2 separate regions of the Mus musculus genome follow, and region 1 is linked to region 2. The links are chromatin contacts, called in public promoter capture Hi-C maps. All regions are on one chromosome and are shown on one strand. The core of a region is the stretch at or near the end of the contact, and the rest is flanking DNA. Distances in the headings are between cores, read along the strand shown. Region 1 overlaps Ust (uronyl-2-sulfotransferase). Region 2 holds the start of Lats1 (large tumor suppressor).

Evidence for each region. Promoter capture Hi-C pulls out the DNA fragments that hold promoters and counts their contacts.
Region 1: a promoter capture Hi-C map of the HPC-7 cell line shows a contact between it and region 2, with 4 times the contacts expected there. The contact joins the enhancer-like site here to the promoter of Lats1 in region 2. A contact is called at or near these places in 2 of 39 promoter capture datasets (the HPC-7 cell line and pre-B cells), 1 of 15 datasets of contacts at CTCF or cohesin (large pre-B cells), 3 of 115 datasets of contacts at active chromatin or transcription factors (bone marrow-derived macrophages and large pre-B cells) and 2 of 9 other capture datasets (liver and macrophages).

What each region holds. Positions count from the first base shown.
Region 1 is chr10:8,235,132-8,242,102 of GRCm38.p6, forward strand. The region is part of intron 7 of Ust (uronyl-2-sulfotransferase); the gene reads right to left. The region is part of intron 2 of 4930573G07Rik (a long non-coding RNA gene); the gene reads left to right. Among named protein-coding and RNA genes, the nearest start is that of 4930573G07Rik, 29 kb to the left of the region's middle. Within about 2 kb of position 5,305, at least 13 of the 459 cell types and tissues checked have an H3K27ac peak or open chromatin away from gene starts, as enhancers often do. A contact at or near this core is called in the HPC-7 cell line and bone marrow-derived macrophages, where this site is marked.
Region 2 is chr10:7,675,804-7,682,861 of GRCm38.p6, forward strand. It overlaps Lats1 (large tumor suppressor), which reads left to right and starts at 5,406. Exons shown (of 8, transcript NM_010690.1): 1 at 5,406-5,647. Nup43 (nucleoporin 43) reads left to right here. Exons shown (of 8, transcript NM_145706.2): 7 at 437-559; 8 at 2,765-3,083. The coding sequence ends at 2,994. It also overlaps a transcript of Pcmt1 not described here.

The sequences.
Region 1 (6,971 bases), core at 4,055-6,554, 560 kb after region 2:
GAGAGTGTGAGAGACAGGCAGAGAGAGAGAGAGATTGTGTGTGCGAGTGAGAGAGAGAGAGAAAGACAGACACAGGGAGAGAGAGAGCAAAAGAGTGACAGACAGAGAGGGAGGCAAGGAGGGAGGAAGAAAGAAAGGGAGAGAGTGAGAGATTTTTGAAACCTGAAAGCCTACCCCCAGTGACATACTAACTTCAAGGCCACACCTCTTAATCCTTCCTAAACAGTGCCAGCCATTCTTATTCAAATCACTCCCCTCCCCCCACCTCCTGATCCTTTCTGCCTTGCGGCAAGGTTTCCCTCAACCGACAAGGCCTAGGACGTCCAACCCTCTAGAACCACAAGCCCAGCAAACCTGTAGTTTTTATGATATTCTGTTACAGTAGTGGAACATGGGGCAGGACACCCCAGACTCCACCATGTGCCTTGTATTAGGAGGTAACGCAGGGACACCTTACAGTAGGATGAAATATCAAGTCAAAGCCAGGGTCCACAGGGAATAGGAGACAAGATCTCTCTCTCTCATTCTCTCTCTCTCTCTCTCTCTCTCTCTCTCTCTCTCTCTCTCTCTCACACACACACACACACACACACACACACACACTGAAAGTGACAGAGCAGAGCTGTGCAGGAGCTTCCAAGACATGAGCTCAAGCTTTAGCAAGAGGTGAGCAACTCTGAGCCGGAGGTGGGGTGTAGGGGGAGGGAGAACTAACATCCGATAACACTGAAATGATATTAAAATAATATTGATGTAACATCAAGACTTGATAAGTAAAAACAAATCTCAGTATTTTTTTTTAAAGAAAGACATTAATTAATTCCAGAAAAAGCAATATCTGCTGCTAGAAGTCAAACATAACTGTGAAATACTAGTGAGTAACTGTGATATACCGAGTGGGTTGTCAGCGAACCCCGGCAGTGAGGCCAAAATGCCTATCGTATTAGGAGAGCAGGGGGTAGGGGGAGAAGTAGAGGAAAAAGTGATGAAATAAAAGAACTAAATAACGTCTTGTGTAATCACTTAAGAGGTAATATCCTGTGCACACTAGCAATAAATGGCACGGTGTTTGGAAGACCCACATAACCACACTCACGGTGGCTAGCAGCCTACAGAGCTGAGACTGAACGGAGATTGGAACAGTAAAGGCCAATTCCTGGTGCACATCTTTTTTGAATATATTGGGTCTTATCTAAGGGTCTTAGTTCACTTTAATGAACAGTTAAAAACAAGGTAAGACTCCAAGAGCAACGACTGCTCTTCCAGAGGTCCTGAGTTCAATTCCCAGCAACCATATAGTGGCTCCCAACCATCTGTAATGGGATCCGATGCCCTCTTCTGGTGTGTCTTAAAGACAGCTCCAGTGTATTCATAAATAAAATAACAAACAAACAGACAGACAGACAAACAAAGACTCCAGGAATCTGTGCTTTGATACGCGGTCCCGGTCATGTCTGCTTGACCAAACGTGGAGGTGAGCAGCCTAAACTCCCACTGTCTCCTCACCATCAGGGTCACACTGGATTTCTCCGTAGGTTTGTGGAGAAGAGATGAATGCACTAGACACGGTCCACATGGCACCACTTGGCAGATGGTAATGCCAGTGTCTGACTTTTTTTTTTTTTTACTGTACCCTTTTACAGTTTGCTACTAGACAACTTTGTAACACTAGACAAACTAGGGCATCGTAGCCCGACAGAAACTTCTGAGGGCCTACAAAAACACAGACCAAGAAATGAAATGTCTACTTGAAAAAGATTTGGCTAGAAAAAATTAGAACATTCGGCTGTACAGCGCTGAGTCAGACAAAAATGGGTTAGAGAGCTGCACCACCCACTCCTCGCCTGGGCTATGTGCTGCCTCTCCCCCATTCCTCTGTGCTTGGATGTGATCTCTATGCAGAGCCAGTGAAGGGGGTAAAGCCACAGCCCAGAGTACAGAGACAGTCCTCAAGTTCTCTGTCAAGAGCCCCATCTGCATCCTGGGTGGGTAGAGGCATTGTGGCATAGGCCATGAATGGTAGAAGACTAGGAAGGCCTTATTAATATCAGCTGCCCATCTCCAGGGTCAGGTCTAATCTTGGCTCATGCTTTAGAAGTGGGGCAGCTTTGTAAATGAGCAGGGAAGTCTACAATTGTAACGTATGAGGTATAAAGTCATCCCTTGGTCATCATCTCACGCAGTGCAAAGCATGCGACTGTCAGTGTGATTGAAAACAACTTGGGGTGGAAGCCATTACATTCTAAAGCAGAGGAAAATAACCTCAGAACACAGATGGCTGCTATCTCCTCCACTTCTCTGCCATTAGACAGCTTTCATTAGGGGAAACGACTCATAAACGGGGAAACTTTCCCAGAACACTGCAAATTTGGAAGGTATGGTGGAGTGTGCATTTGGGGTTCTCTGTAAGGGAAAATTGGGACCCAGAAAAGATCAAGGCCCAGGGATGAAGGATGGGTTAGAAGAAAGTGGTCTAAGAAGAGGATCCCAGGGTTTCTAGAGGACCAGGCCAGGGAGGGATGGGAGCAGCTAGGGAATCCTCAATTCCCTCACCACTGGGCATGGCAATTTTGGAGGTCGTTGGCTGGCGTCTAGAGGAGGAGAGGGAAATCCCAGAAGTCACTGCCAGGCCCACAGAAACTGATGGGTGCAGGCAGAGAAGCTGGAAGGACATCGAGGGAGAAGAACTTTGGGTGCAAAAGCTCAAGACTGGGAATTGCCCCCAAGCACTGAAAGGAAGCGAGAGCCTCTCCAGTCAGGATAGGAAGCGGGCAGGGCAGCACACCCGAGACTGGTGTGGATGACATGGGTCTATGTTACATCACAGGAAGGGTAGATGCTGTGGCCTTGTACAGACTGAGGCAAAGAGAAGTGTCACTGAACCTGAGAGGACTCTGGGCTCAACTCGGGGAGTCAGGACCAGCAGGCATGAGCCGCTGCAGGCTGCAGTAACCTGCTCTGTTTTGCATACCATGAAGGCTTCCACACCCATGTGACAAACTCCTACACAACCTTTAAGCCAGGGCCTGAATACCCCTACTGGAGTCATGTGACTCCAGACTAAGGGATGCTATTGTACTTGGTTTATTTTTCACACCACCCTGTCCCAGGGCTGGCAGAATTCAGATATCTAGATTTATATCTACACATGTTTAACGTGTTCAATATTATTAGAAAAATCAATGTTCTCAGCTGAGTCCTCTGTGTCGCCATCACTGTAGAGACACCTCACAGAAGACACTCTAACCTAGAGGAAGAACGGCCTTAAAGCAAGAGCAGCAGACAAGCAAATGAAAACTAGGTTTGAAAACAATATAGTCATGGTCGGTGCTATTTCCAATAAAACAAGCAACAAGAGGAAGCAGATAAAACACACAGAGAGAGGAAACTTGCCTTCCCCCCCCCAGCCCCAGTGTGGTGTGTGTGTGTGTGTGTGTGTGTGTGTGTGTGTGTGTGTGTGTATGTGTGTGCCCGAGTTAGGCTCTCATCTAAGCTTTCCTAACATATGCATAGAGACTGCAGGCACATAAGATAACAGTCCTATAAGCTGTATTGGGGTGCCAGGCTGCAGTTACAGGGTCCCATCAGCCCTTGCAGGAATCTATTCTCTAAATATAGCACTCCAGGCTTCTGAGAGCAAAGGCAGAGAAGCTCTTCCAGGCAGTGGAATTTTCCACTTTGCCCCACAGCCACTGATGCGTCATCGGTTGTACCTAGGATCTAGAACTTCCCTCTATCTCCCTCGGCCATCAGAAGGTGCCACATTTTCAAAGTGGCTTAACCAGAGGTGACCTGTGGACATTTCTTTCTTGTTTACTTTTCTTCCAGTATTAGGACTCGAACCCATGGCTTCATGCTGCCAGGTAACTATACCCTCAGACCTTATGATTTCCTTGTGGTTTTCTTGCATAAACTTTACTTTGACTGCGACCATTTACAGATCTTGTCTTCAAGCTTTCGCCTTCAGTGGAAACACACCGTGAACGCGTAACAACCATGAGCCCGTGATGGTGAGGAGGATTTTTTAGAAGGACTCGGCTTTGTGGTGTTTTGTGGTGGTTCTGGGAACTCAGGCTTGAATGTCACCTCTGTTACTTGGGGTCGTAGCACTGTACATGGGACTCGCTGACTGGGCGAGGGTTACGGCCCCTTTAAAGCCAGGATCCTTGTTTAGGAAAGGGAAAGAAGATTTGCTTCCTCACCTTAGAGGATTCACTCAAAACCCAGCAAGGCTGGCTATGTGGAGCTGTGTGAGCTTCTGAAATTCGATGCACATGACCCCTCTTTAGACGCTGTGGCAGGTTTGTGATCCAGGACCATACTCAAGAAAGGATAGATCATGAGTCTGCTTGTTTGAGCTTGGATAGGTACACATAGACACACGTAGACACAGATATATATATATACACAAAAGGATACACATATACACAGACATATACACTCATATAGACACACACAGAGACACATACAGATAGACATACACACACATTCATATATAGACAAACACACAGAGACCCATACATAGGCATTCACACACACAGACTCACAGACATACACACGCACACACGTACATACACAGTCACACAGATTTCATAAATACACATACACTCATATATAGACATACACATGCACAGACACACATACATACATAGTCACATACAGACATACACAGATACACAGACACATACAAAGACACACACAGAGACACACAAATACGCACACATACATACCCACATGTGATCCACTGTTAATATTATTAGAATCTGAGCTTAGGACTGAGCTAGTGAAAACTATCTGGAGACTATGGATAGGAGATGAAGCATGAGAAGAGAGGGGTCATACTATCAGCAATGATAATTATCTAAAGAACTTCATTGGCTTCTGAAGTTATATTAATTTCTTCTGGCATTATTAAATTACTTTAAGGTTCCAGGAATTTTCAAAGCTTTTGTTTTAGGTCAGCAACAATAGAAAATATGAAATAAAAATGGAAATGAAAGATGAAAGGCAGCACCTGTTTAATATGGGTATTTTAGAATTGTAGATAGGTGTGTTCTGAACTAACAGTACATATACATGTGTGCATAAACATCACATAGAGACTAACTGGAGATGAACATATTTGATTGTGAACTCCTACACCTCCAATACCAGTGGCTCCCATAAAATGCAAGTTAGATGTCTAAAGTTAGTGAAATTTCAGGTTGTTTGAACTGGGCTCGCATATCTATGTTCAGACAGTAAGGATGATTCCTCTGCTCTGCAGGGGCTGAGTTTTGACTGGAAACCATGGGTATCTCCTGGAGAAAATAGAGCAATGCTGCCCCCTGCTGGAGAAAGGCTAACAGTGCCTTAACATTCTGATGGATGTTTGGCTATGGAAAACAAACTAGCAAGACAGAAACCGTGAATCTCCCTTCATTAAAATCATCATCATTGTAATAAATATTTGCATTTGGGCATGCATTATCTATTAAATGGCAGGTACACCGCAAGACCCAAAATTCAGCACCAGTTAAGGGGAACTGGTCCCGAGTCAAATCTCAATGGTGGACTTCATTTCAAAGTCCTAACTCTCGGACATTTCTGGTAAGAATTCAGACAGTTTAAGCAAGTTCCTACTGACTTGGATGATATGTGCTCTTTATCTGCTGATCAGGCATGTCAGTGTGGCAGTGTTTCCAGTTAAGGGTCTCCCTTGAGAAACACAAAATTCCCCGGAAGAGAATGCTTCCCCTTCTCCTAAGACAGAAATAGAGAAGTGTAATGTCTTCACGGCAGAAGGGCCATAGTCACAGATCAGCTGTAACTGATGAGCTAAGATGACACTCCTCCTTTCCTCTTCTCTTAGTCTTGCCCATTTGCTCGTCCCACCTCTCTCTCTCTCTCTCTCTCTCTCTCTCTCTCTCTCTCTCTCTCTCTCACACACACACACACACACACACACACCTCATCTTCTGCCTTCCTTCACGCTTCCCTCCTTTTCTGGCTATAGAGATTACAGCGAAATCTAAAGTCATGTTTTTTCACAGCTATGCCTGATGATAGCTCATCACTGAATGCTCAATATATCTTAAGGACTATGGATTCTGCCCCTTTAAGATAGGTAACATTTATGCACATTATACAGACGGGGAAGGCTGAGGCTTCAGGTGGGTACCTTGCCATGGCCATACTGCTAATAAGTGACCATGCCTTCTGACAACCTTTAGTTAACCACCACGATAAACACAGATGGCATGGAGAATGAAGACTAGAAATGACCAGCAGGGAGATCTTTGCCTTGATCACCCTGGTAGCAGCAGCCCCAAGGAAGATAGAATTCTGGACAGTGAGCCCTCTCTAGGCTGCAGATACAGATGGATGATCTCCATCACCACACAAAAGGCACTGTGGACTACCCAGGACTACGAGAGGACTGTGGGAACTGGGGGCTGAACAAGGAGCTCAAAAGCACACCGCATGAGACCTTAGATCTCAGCGAGACAAACCCTGAAGGTCACACAGTAAGAATGTCACTGTTCAGGCTACACATCTGACCCAGGGCAGAGAATATGCCAGGAGAGCTTCCTGGCTCAGGTTAGCACTCTTTCATAAGAATGACTTTTAAAAAATAATTATTATTCATTTATTTTATAAGTACACACCAGAAGAGGGCATCGGATCCCATCACAGATGGTTGTACACCACCGTGTAGTTGCTGGGACTTGAACTCTGAACCTCTGGAAGAGCACTCAGTGCTCTTAACTACTGAGCCATCTCTCCAGACTTCAAGAATGACTTTGGTTATATAGAAACCAAGCATTCATTCAGTATTTGTTTTAATTCTGTTGGATTTTTTTTTCTTTAATTTCTAGATTGGTAAAAACTAGACTTTAAATGGTGTGGTACACCATTTAAAAATTTTCTTTTATGCATCTGTTACTTCTAGCAAATGCTCTCATTTGAATACTGCAATGCAAATTAACTCA
Region 2 (7,058 bases), core at 4,156-6,655:
TCTGGCTTTTACTCAAATAGAAATACAAGAAAGCAAACATCAAAACAGTACTGCAACATGACCTGGTTTATGAGATGTTCATCCAGAAAGGTGTGATCCCAGCAGCTAGGTCACAGAGGCAGGAGGACTAAGAGTTCAAGGCCAACCTGTGTCACAGCTGCTGGGATCACACTAAAAGATAAAAGCTGAGAATCTTATTCCTGTGCAGATGAGCTGGGGTACCTATAAACTTTAAGTCTATTGAAAATCAAAGGCTTCAAAAGAGAGCCCTATCTGGAAAAACAAAAAACAACAAAACAAGAAAATGTAAAGAGATGCAGACTATAAGTAACCTTTTGGTGACTATAACATGAAGATAGGTAAGGGCCACTACTTGTGGGTAGGCCATAAAATAACCTCTGTGGATTACTAAAATTGATTTCCTTCTGTCTTTTAGTGTGGGAGGTTCACTTCCACCCGTCCAACCCAGATCACCTGTTCACTTGTTCTGAAGATGGATCTCTCTGGCATTGGGATGCCTCCACAGATGCACCTGAAAAGTCTTCTCTCTTTCACCAAGGTAAAGGTTCTTGTGTGCTGCTTTAGGATATTTTAAATGTTGAGTCAGAATCTTGCTATGTAGACCAGGTTTGGCCTCAAACTCAAAGAGATTTACCTGCCTCTGCCTAGGAATGTTTTGCCTGCATGTATGTGGGTGTACCACATCTGTACAGTGACCACAGACACCATCTCTAGCTTGAACATTCTCAGGAGTTAAGAACACTGACCATAATAAGACAGGAAATAATTGGAATAAGACAGGAAATAATTGGGCAGAATACACAAAATTATTGTGTAGAAGAGTAAGCAGACCAGATGGATAAAGAAAAAGGGCAAGATAGGCCTAGAGAGAGTGTAGTCTCAGCAGTTGAGAGCTGCAGGCAGGATCATCAATGTAAGGCCATTCTAAGCTATATATAGAGTTTAAGGCCAGCCAGGGCTACATGAGACCGTTTCCAAAAAACAAAACAAGAGAGGGGGAGGAGGGGCTGGAGAGTTGGTTCAACAGTTAAGAAGAGCACTGGCTGCTCCTCTAAAGGACCCTGTTTCAATTCACACTATCAACATGATAGGTCACAACCATCTGTAATTCCAGTTTTAGGGGATCCAATGCCTTCCTCCAGTCTCCAGGCACCAGGCACACACATGAAATAGACATACATGCAGGCAAAACACCCATACATACAAAATAAAACAACCAAGGGCGAATGCAAAAGGAAAGACTCATTTAATTTTTAATTATGTTTTTTGCATGTTTATATTCGTCAATGTGTATATAAGTGTAGTTGGCAGCTGAGGCCACATCAGATCCCCTGAAGCTGGAGTTACAGGTGGTTGTAAGCCATCTGTCTGTCTTGGGTACTGGGAACTGAACCCAGGTCCTTTGTAAGAATAGCATGTGTTCTTAACAGCTAAGCCATCTCTTGGGCCCTGGAAGTTCATTCGCATGAACTAGGAACTTATATTTTGTTTGTTTGTTGAGACAGGTTCTCTTTATGGAGTCCTGGCTGTCCTGGAACTCACTAGGTAGCCCAGGCTGACATTGTACTCAAAGGTCCTCTACCTCCCAAGTGAGGAACTTGTATCTCTGTGTACATTTTGGGTTCTTCTTTCCTTACATTTGGTTGTTTATGGTACCTCTCTTTCCATTAAACTTTCCATTAAAACAATAAGCAAAGATGCAGAACACCTACATTCCTGCTTTTCCCCAAGACTACAGATGTGGTACCTACCCATACTCTCCCTTCAAATGTTGAGTGCTTACTGGCACTGAATAAGGGTGACTTTCAGTAGGTAAAAGCACTGCTACCAAACTTGACAACGGAGTTTGATTGGCAGGACTCAAGTGGAGGAGGAGAAAACTGATTCCTACAGGACACCTTCTGACCTCCACATGTGTGCTGTGGCTGTGTGTATTGTGCATGCACACACAATAAATAGGTGTAATAAAAAATGTAAGGGCTGGTGAGATGGCTCAGTGGGTAAGAGCACCCGACTGCTCTTCCGAAGGTCCGGAGTTCAAATCTCAGCAACTGCATGGTGGCTCACAACCATCCGTAATGAGATTTGACTCCATCTTCTAGAGTGTCTAAAGACAGCTACAGTGTACTTACATTAAATAAATAAATAAATAATCTTTTAAAAATATATAAGATGGTCTGATAAAAACTGAATGTGGTAGTGCATGCCTTTAACCCAGCACTTGGGAGGCAGAGGCATTTCAAAGAACAAAACAAAAAAAGATGACATGATAATAGAATTCTTTTCATTATCTGTGCTTATTCACGCCCCTCCCACTTCAGCCTGCTTTAACAGTAAATTAAGTTGATTTTGAAATATCAATAGCAGCTTTATATTTAGTGGTACAGAGTCAGCCTTGTGGTTTGAATGAGAATATGAATGAGCCCATACGCTAATATTTGAATGATTGGTCCCCAGTTGGTAGAACTGTTTGGAAGGGTTAGGAGGTGTGGCCTTGTGGGAAGGGGTGGGGCTCACAGGTTTCCAAAGCCAATGCCATTCTCCAGTGTCTCTGTCTCCAGTCTGGATCAGGACATAAACTCTGAGCTGCTGCTCCAGGGCCTGACTGCTGTCATGCTCCCTCATGGACTCTAAGCACAACAAGCCCTGAGCCCCAGTAAACATTTCCCATTATAAACTGCCTTGGACATGGTGTCTCATAAGACAGTCTTAACATTTCTTTCCTTCTCTTTTCTTCTCACAGGAGGAAGAAGTAGTACTTTCCTGTCACATAGCTTAAGTAACCAGGCCGGTGTTCACCAGTCTCTAGTAAGTTCCTGGCTCAGCACAGACCCTGCCAAAGACCGAATTGAAATCACAAGCTTGCTTCCCAGCAGGACTCTGTCTGTAAACAGTTTGGATGTTTTAGGTCCCTGTCTTGTTTGTGGAACTGATGCAGAAGCCATTTATGTTACCAGACAACTATTTTCATGAAAGTGAAAAAACCTAGTTATCAAAATTTTATCACCAGAAAGTGGCATTTGTAAGGAAACAATAAACTGTTTGTTAATGTCAGTGCCCAATGTTGGCTTGCTGCTTGCTTCCTCCCCCAACACTTATTAGAATCTGATCAATGACTGATGACAAAAAATCTTGAGAGCATCAGAGGGTCCCAGTGCTGTTTAATACATGCCTTCATTTAACTTAACACTTCTACAAAATAAACAGTGTAGAATCCAAGTAGAATTTTGTGAATTAAAACCAACCATATAGCCAGGGGCTAGAGATAGCTCAGTGGTTATTAAGAGCACTTGCTATTTAGCTGGGCCTTGGTAGACCTTAATTTAATCAGCACTTGGAAGGCAGAGGTAGGTAGGTAGGTGGATCTGTGAATTCAAGGCCAGCCTCTGGTCTATGGAGCAAAGTCCCAATGCAGCAAGAGCTACACAGAGAAACCCTTTCTGGAAAAACAAAAACAACACAAAAGAAAAGCACCCGCTAGTCTTGCAGAAGACCCAGGTTCAGTCCCCAGCATCCACATGGTGACTCAGCCATCTGTACCTCTAGTTCCTGGGGATCTGACATCCTCCTTTGCCCTTCGGAGGCACCAGGCACCCGTGGCACACACATTCAAACACAAAACTAGCCAACAGGAAACAGGTATATGGTAGGATGCTGTGCACACAGGGCGATATGAGGTTCAGCTATTTCAAAGATGGCAAATGTTGGCTTTGCCTCTTGAAAACTACCTAGATCATATGCCAAGATTCCCCAGCTTTTCAATGCATCCTTCAATGCATTTATTTCCAAAAACAAATGTTTTCACATCAATGCTTGTGAACAATATACATTCTAGATAGTTTTCTAACATCTAAAAAAGAATGACCTAATATAAAAAGTGTCCCAAAGGTAATTCTGATTTTTAAAAGTTGGAAGTATTACACAATAACTGCATCTCATCATTGCAAAGTTGGTAATGCTGGTGCTCTCCCAGACTTAGCTCCAGGTTGGAGGCCTGAGTTTAGGCCCTGGCCTGGCCTGGCCTCCGCTCCTCTGCTTCTTTCCCAAGGGTCTTTTCACTGCACCCTGGCTTGTGCGGTGACTTAGCCCTCTCAAGAAGCAGCTCCAGCTCTCTGTGCTTAAAATATTTTTAATGGTTCAAATTAGCAGACATAGTCCATTGAATTACACGTCTTAAAATTGTACCTACCTACCAAAGCACAAGGTAGGGACCTTGATTTGTAGGACGATCCCAACAGCATAGTGGGGCTGAAGCCACATTAGGGATTTTTACTATGACGACAGAGCTAAAGCAGTGGCAGCGACTACATTAAAATATTCCCTTGTCATCTAAATTTGACCATCTGAGGTTTTCATAGTTGAACTTTTGGATACAGTACCTCAGAAAAAAGCAGAACTGGGCTTCATGGAGCAGGCTTGTTATCTCAGCTACCTTTAAGACTGAGGCTGAAGGATCACAAGTTCAAAGCCAGTCCGGATAACAGTGAGGCCCAGTCTCAATGAAAACTATAAAATGTTCTGAGGATATAGCTCAGTGGTAGAGCACTGGCATAGCATGGTTCAATTCCTGGTTACACTGGGATGTCAACGTTTTTACTTTTTTGGTCTAACACAAAATAGAGTATCTGAAAAAAAAAATAATTGCATGTATTACCTACCAGCAAAACTGGGGACTGTGTTCATATTTACAGGTGATAGACAGCCCAGTGTTGGTTGGCACCATTTAGATTCTCAGCACTAGGAAAGGTGGAGTGGGGTAGGAGAATGGGAGTTTTGGCACACACGCTGCGGCCTAGAGATCCTCTACGTGGACCTAATCCCCCGCAAAAGAGAACAATGCATTAAAAGACCAAAGTCAGTGATGCATCCCGAACAGCAGATTCAATTTCAAGAGAAACAGAACTTCTGACAGCGGCCCCGTTACTCGTTATGGCTACAATGACCTCTCCTGCAGATCCGCTGGACCGAACTCTGCAAATCCACAGGTCCAGTTTCAAGAACACTCCATCTGGCTAGTTCCAAAACCACATTCGCTCCCAGCTCTGGAAGACTCGAGTTTTATTCAAGCTCTAGACATCTTGCCTCGTGACGTCCGCGGTCTCGGAGCGCCGTTCACCGCCCTTTCCTGGTGCGACCCACGCTCGCCGCGACGCGCCCGCGTCTCCGTGCGGAGCCAGAACGTGGTGGTACAGACTCCACTCTCTGGGCCACACTCACCCCGGCTCGGGGAAGCGGGCGAGCGAGTCTCGGTCGGGAGGCCACAAACGGAGCGCTAGCTCCGGGGCCCAGCGGGGCGGCCTGAAGCCCCCAGTCCTCGGCCCCCGCGCAAGCGACGCCGGGAAATGCCCACATCCGGGAAACCCGCGGCGGACGGCGGCGGCGGCGACACGGAGTGGAAGGCAAAATGGCGGCGGCAGCGATGGCCTGGTGCTGAGGGGAGAGCCAGGTCCTCGCGACCCCGCGTCGGGCCGCGCTGGCCGGCCGCAGCCCCCCGGCGTGTGTCCCCGCCCTGCCCCATCCCGAACCCGGAGCGACGCTAGGGGCCCTGGGGGACGGGCTCCGGGCCGCCGCGGCGCCGGCCCTCGGGCCCGCAGCGGCTGTCCAGAAGCCTCACCGTCCCCTGCAGGTAGGTCCGGAGCCGGCGCCGCGGGTGGGGCTCGCGCTCCTCGGGAGTCCCTGTCGGCGGGGCGGTGGCCGGCCGGGCCCACGCCCATCCCCGCTGGCGGGGGTCCAGGGGCCGCGGTGGCCAGGCGGGCTGAGCCGGCCGGGTCTGGGCCTGACTGGGGCTGATTGCGCTGACCGGAGCCGAGCCCTGCCCTGGGGAAGCGGAGGTTGGCCGCACCCGGCGCCGCAGGGAGAGCCCGGGGGCACTGAGGCCTCCGAGGTGCGAGCTGGCCTGGGAAGAGCGGGCGGGGGCTCGGGACGACAGCCACCCCTCCCCGCTTTAGAGGGGAGAGGAGCGAAAGGTGGTTTTTTTCACGCAAGGTTGCACCAAACCGGCCTCACTTCTTTGGCCTCGCAGCGGGCCTCCCGTCGGGGTCCACCTTTGAAGCAGTCCTGGGAACCTCTCCAGCTCGCTGCAATTTGTTAGCTCACCGCTTAGTGGCAGGGGGTGGGAGAGACGTGTCACTTGTTCGGGTGCTTTTTAAGTACTGGAAAACGAAGGAAAGACAGTAAGGGAAGATTGTTTATTGTACCTGGGGAAAAAAGTCGAAGCGAAGGAAAGAATAACTCTCCGATGACTTATCCCAATTCTCCCACTAATGCAGTTGGAAAATCACTTTTCTAAGGGAACGAGGTTAAAATATTTGTCTCCATTTGTAAATATGACTTTTTAAAATATGTGTATTCACTAGAAGTTACAAGTCAGATGAGCAGTAAGTACAGTCTCACACAATATGGTATCACTCAAGGTTTGGAAATTAGCCCAAATGCCTGGCATGAAGGTTGTCAGAAGTTTATGGATTATTTATTGAAGGTTATTATACTTTTCTTAAGACAGGGTCTCACAATGTATTCCTTAGCCTGGGACTCAATATGTAGACCATGCTGACCTGGAACTCAAAAAGATCTGCCCGCCTCTGGGGTTGGGCTGTGAGCCACCATGCCCCGCTAATGTTAAGGTTTTTAGTCCTTTAAAATCAAATTTTCTCCATGAGGTATGACTCTCTTCTAAGATATCTTTAGTTTTTATTACCTTAACTAAAGTTTTCTCTTACCTAGTGAGTAGTCAGGTAGGTAATATGGTTGAGGTGATTCTCCAAGGCAGGCAGGCAGGCAGACAGGCAGGCAGGCGAGGAATCTGTGTTTCTCTTATAGGCTGTTATTGCAATAAACTAGATAGTGGCACAGGCTGGAAAAGGCGCTCTCTTTCTGTGCCTGATTATTGATTATGACTTGAGACTCTTCACAGAAGTCTTTTTTTTCTCCTAAACTGTGTGTATGATATTTGGCTTTATTTTCATCATTTAAGTTTCTGTTTTTCATGCTAGTCTTTGTTCTATATACATATAATCTTGAGAGGTTCCTACTGTGAT